Linked DNA regions of Macaca fascicularis: region 2 is linked to region 1. A link is a contact called in public Hi-C data. All regions are on one chromosome and are shown on one strand. Each heading gives the region's core, a stretch centred on a gene start, on an enhancer-like site or on the middle of the called end of the contact. The rest is flanking DNA. Distances are from core to core; before and after follow the strand shown. Region 1 has its middle 8.2 kb from the start of AHCY. Region 2 holds the start of DYNLRB1 (dynein light chain roadblock-type 1).

What was found. Hi-C and Micro-C count contacts between places; a contact is called where the count stands out from the background.
Region 2: a contact with region 1 is called in a Hi-C map of liver, with 3 times the contacts expected there. The contact joins the promoter of DYNLRB1 here to the enhancer-like site in region 1. A contact is called at or near these places in 2 of 2 Hi-C or Micro-C datasets (liver and skeletal muscle).

The regions. Positions count from the first base shown.
Region 1 is chr10:90,344,790-90,347,489 of T2T-MFA8v1.1, reverse strand. No RefSeq gene overlaps it. Among named protein-coding and RNA genes, the nearest start is that of AHCY, 8.2 kb to the right of the region's middle. Within about 2 kb of position 1,264, at least 2 of the 6 cell types and tissues checked have an H3K27ac peak or open chromatin away from gene starts, as enhancers often do. A contact at or near this core is called in liver, where this site is marked.
Region 2 is chr10:90,553,979-90,556,678 of T2T-MFA8v1.1, reverse strand. DYNLRB1 (dynein light chain roadblock-type 1) reads right to left here and starts at 1,317. Exons shown (of 5, transcript XM_074005102.1): 1 at 1,273-1,317.

The sequences.
Region 1 (2,700 bases), core at 15-2,514:
GGAGGGCACCTTACAGCTCTCCACTCTTGCAGCGTGGAGCTGCGTGCTTCCTTTCTGTCGACTGAGCTCCTCCAAGATCTCGCTCCAAGGACGTCTCCCACCCTGCCCCCGCCCCGTCAGACTGGACCAACTCCCCACTCCTCCCCATTACAAGTTCTCAGAGTGTTCCTTTTGCTTTTCTGTCATCTGAGAAATGAAGGGCAGGGGTAGAACCCCCGGCTATGTGACTCCTAAGGTCCCTGGACGAGGCTCTTAGCAAATACTAGCATAAAAGGGGCGTGGAAGCTCAGACAAGGCTGGGAAGTGAACCCAGAGGTCATCCAGCCCCACTGGGGAACGATCCAGCCTCAACGGGGGACATCAGAGACCTGGATTAGGGGACTCCCTGGCTCCACCCTGAGGAGAGCCAGGACTGTAGGCTGAAGCCAAGGGGCACCACGGCGTGAGTTCCCGGGCAGACATCCGGGAACATTAATTCATTCCCAAATATCGTGTGCAGTCTCCCTCCTGGAAACAGTGAGACGGGCACATAATCAGATGATTTCGATATAATAATATAGAACCACACCACCTCACATCCCCCTTTTGGGGTGCCTCTTAAAGCCTGTCGCTTAGAGATGACCCGCAGCTAGGGAGGGGCGGTCTCTTGTATTCTACGAGCCTGGAGGGCTCCCCCAACCGGAGAAACCGGGGATAGGTGGGCTGGCAGCTCCTGGGACGCCGGACTCACAGCAGAGCCGCCTGGTTTGAGGAGGATTGAGTGAGAGAGGGGGGTCCTGTCCCAGGGTCTCTAAGAAGTCTCCCACCTCTGTACTCCCCAGCCCAGCGATGACTTCGAGGCGGGCCCAGGGGTGCCTGGAGGGAGGGGCGTGAATAGAGCGGGAAAGGAGAGACCCCTATAGGGGTGGACAAGAAGGGAGGGACTCCCCAGAACTGCATAATCCGGCTCCATCGCCATCAGCGGGGTTTCTCAGCGCCTACACCCCTCTCTATCCCATCTCGAAGCCTCCAACTAATCCAGAGTGAGACGCAGGACCGCCGGGAGGCGAGCGGGGATGCTGGAGCCAGGTCAGGCTGAAGCCCCACGGCCAATGGGCAGGCTCCTGCGCCCTCCGCCCCATCTCCGCCCCTCCGCGCCAGGAACCTAATTGTTTGCAAAAGCAAACACGTAAAAAGCAGGTACAAAGGTCGAGAGGAGGGACCGGGACCTGCTTCTGCCTGGGATTTCGACCTTCCCACGCCCTGCCAGAAGCTCCACTGGAGCCTGGACCTGGAGAAGGGACATCAGCAGTTAAGGTCCAGGGCAACTTTCAGCGGCGTGGGCGGGGACCTCCAGGGAAGCACTGTTAGCAGTTTCTTGTACATCCAGCCTGGTATATTTTCTGCATGTATAGGCAAATACCTGTTTGTGTGTTCTTTTTTTTTCTTTTACATAAATAATCGCATACTAGGCACACCGTTCTGCACTTTGCTTTTTGTCCTTCATCATGTTTTGTTGTTGTTTTGTTTTTTAGACAGTGTCACTCTGTTGCCCAGGCTAGAGTGCAGTGGCACAATCTCGGCTCACTGCAACCTACTGGGTTCAAGAGATTCTCCTGCCTCAGCCTACTGAGTAGCTGGAATTACAGGCGTGTGCCACCGCGCCCGGCTAATTTTTGTATTTTAAGTATGGGATTTCGCCATGTTGGCCAGGCTGATCTCCAACTCCTGACCTCAGGTGATCCCCCCCCCCACCCCCTGCCTCAGCCTTCCAAAGTGCTGGGATTACAGACGTAAGCCACCACACCCGACTGTCGTTTTTTAAAAATAGAGACAGGGTCTTGCTTTGTCGCCCAGGCAGAGTGCAGTGGCGCTTAGGCCTCGGGCTTGGGCCACCGCATCGGGCCACTATATCTGGAAGATCATTCCATATTATTAGATAAACAGCTCCTTTAAACAAAAAAATGGCTGTCTGGGTATTCCACCATGTGGATTGTACCAGTATTTATTTAACAAGTCTTCCATGGAAGGACAATCCTTTGTTCTTAACGTCATTTTGCTCCCATGTGCATACATCTTTGGAAGAAATTCCTAGAAGTGGAACTGTTTGGTCAAAGGGCATGTGAGTTTGTAATCTTGTTAGTTATTACCAGAGTGTTGTTCATTAAAGTTGTGCCAATGTACAATCCCAAAAGCAAAGTATGGGGAAGCCTGTTTCCTCACACTCTTACCAATAATGTGTTAATAAACAGTACTTTTATCCATACTTTTTATCCATGTGATAGTAAACTTAAAAATAAACTTAATCAGCCGGGCACGGTGGCTCACGCCTGTAATCCCAGTATTTTGGGAGGCCGAGGCGGGTGGATCACGAGGTCAGGTGTTCAAGACCAGCCTGGCCAACATAGTGAAACCCTGTCTCTACTAAAAATAAAAATAATTAGCTGAGCATGGCTGTGGGCACCTGTAATCCAAGTTACTTGGGAGGCTGAGGCAGGAGAATTGCTTGAACCTGGGAAGCGGAGGTTGCAGTGAGCCGAGATCGCGCCTCTGCGCCTCCCTCCTTCCCTCCCTACCTCCTTTCCTCCCTCCCTCCTTCTCCCCTGCTCCTCCTCTCTCTTTTCGTTTCTTTTCTTTCTTTTCTTTTCTTTCTTTTTTTTTTTTTTTGAGATGGAGTCTCACTGTGTCGCCCAGGCTGGAGTGCAGTGGTGTGATCTCGGC
Region 2 (2,700 bases), core at 68-2,567, 210 kb before region 1:
ATCACTTGAACCTGGGAGGCAGAGGTGGCAGTGAGCTAAGATGGTGCCACTGCACTCCAGCCTGGGTGACAGAGCGAGATTCCATCTCAAAAAAAAAAAAAAAAAAAAAAAAAAGGAAATAATGAATGTTTGAGGTGATGGATATTCTATAATACAGCCTGATTTGATCATTACACATCATATGCATGTATCAAAATATTACATGTATATCTACAACATAAATATGTACAACTATTATATATCAATTTTTTTACAGCTTAAGTGATGTGAAAAATGAAGTTATACATATTTTAAGCATTATTACATGTTTGTAATGATGTGGAGATATTCTTTGTGGTGTAATAATGAAAAACACAGAACCCACAATTGTACATTCAATAGGGGCTAAACTGTATAAACCAAGAACAAGCAAAGAGTCACATGACTACTGTAAGTGGTTGCCCCTAGATGATGACAGTTTCTTTTTTCGATTTTTTCTTATAAGCTCTAGATTTCTAAATAAGATTTTTGAAAAAGTAATACACTCACATGGCTTAAAATTTAAAACTTTTTTTCAAATTTTGCACAAGCTGTGAGGATTAAAAACACAAAACCTGTAATGGCGTAGAGAGCCCACAACTGCAGCCAGAAAGGTAAAAAGGCGGCTTTGGGATCCCCAAGAGCGGACCCCGCCCGTTCCTGACTCTGGCACCCACCCAGTCCCAGCGGCTAGAAAAATCACGCCGACAGAGTGGCGGCCGTCAAGCTTCTAGGGTTCAAATCCACCTCCACCATTTCTTGGGGCAAAGCACTTGGCTTCTCGGGGCTCTGGATAACAGATATGTGTAACAAAATGGGACTAAAGATCATATCTACCTCACAGAGCTAGGAGGAGGAGGGGGGATGAAATACAAGACACATAAAGTGCTTGGCAGAGCCTGCCACAAACTGAGCTCCCGGGAAACGTTAGCAAGGTTGCCATCGCGCAACAAGACCCAGGACGCTAGGCTGCATGGCCGCTGCCCACCCCTAGCCCATCATCTCTTCCTGGCCAAGGCCAGGCTCCTGCTTCCGGTAAAGGGGCAGCGGGATCCGGCGGCCCCGCCTCGGTCAGGCTCTAGAGGCCTCCGCCGCCGGGTTCCGCCCTCAAGTCGGCTGGGTCCCGGGCCCGGCCACGCCCAGCCCCCACCGATTCCCGTCCGGAGGTCTGAGATCTCCTCATCCTCAGAGGACTGAAGGCCTGGCGTGGGGTGGTGGGCAGCCGCCAGCCACAAGCCCCCGGCGCACGCTCACCATTTCCGACCGATCCGGTAGCCCCGCGTAGCGAACACCCAGCCCAGTCCCGTGCCTTTCTGCGCCTGCGCACAGGTTTCTGTCAAAACGGACAGCTCTAGCTGCCTATCAGGAGCCAGCGTGAAGCGGAGGCGGGCGAGACGATCCTGGCTCCGCCAGGACTCTTGGAAAATTTGCTTTCCACTGTGGGAAAGCAAAAAGCTAAGAAGCGGAACGCTAAGCTGCGAAAAATTCCCAACTCCAGCCGTGCAGAAAAGATGCTGGTTCTGGCTGGACGCGGTGACTCACGCCTGTAATCCCAGCACTTTGGGAGGACAGTCGGAAGGATTGCTTGAGTCCAAGAGTTCGAGACCAGCCTGGGCAACATGGAGAGCGACCCCTTATCTACTAAAAAATAAACAAAACTAGCCGGGCATGGTGGCGCGCCCCAATAGTCCCAGCTACTCCGAAGGCTGAGGTGGGAGGATCGCCTGACCAGGAGTTCGAGGCTGCAGTGAGCCGAGATTGCGCCACTGCACTCCAACCTGGGCGACAGAGCAAGAGACCCTGACTCAAAAAAAAAAAAAAAAAATGCTGGTTCTCGGTATCGGAAGAGGCTTTTAGCTCTCAATGGAGGTCTAAGCTGACTCTGAAGTCCCTGGGTGGAGCGTGGTGGGAGAGTATGAAGGCAAGTGGGACCGTTGCTGAGACCCCCTTTGCGCCCTGACTGAGGCAGAGACAGGCCCAGGGCCAAAATGCGCTTTGGGCTCGGGCAGGTCGGGGGTGGGGCTGGAGTCAGGTACCTCTGGAGTCTCCGGGGAAGATGCCGTGCAAGCTCGGAGATGAATTGGTTAGGGCTGGCCTGGGAGTCTTTCTTTTTGTTTGTTTGTTTTTTTTTTTGAGACAGAGTCTCGCTCTGTCGCCCAGGCTGGAGTGCGGTGGCCGGATCTCAGCTCACTGCAAGCTCCGCCTCCTGGGTTCATGCCATTCTCCTGCCTCAGCCTCCCGAGTAGCTGGGACTACAGGCGCCCACAACCGCGCCCGGCTAATTTTTTGTATTTTTAGTAGAGACGGGGTTTCACCGTGGTCTCGATCTCCTGACCTTGTGATCCGCCCGCCTCGGCCTCCCAAAGTGCTGGGATTACAGGCGTGAGCCACCGCGCCCGGCTGGCCTGGGAGTCTTTCGAATCCGAGCTCAGCCCCGCCCCGCGTTACGTAGCAGAAGCCACTTCACATCTTTGTTCTCTATTTTGTTCTCACCTCTGAAAGGGGGACTCTTCTTCCCAGAGCCCAATGTTGTCCCGGTTTCCGCTCTCTAACATTCTATTCCCGCAGGTCACAAACGTTTCTGGGTCCTCTAGTAAGAATAACTTCTGTTAAAACGTGCTGCAGCTTAGTGAACCCTGTGCCACATTACTGTGCTGAACACGCACATAGGTTATCTCCGTA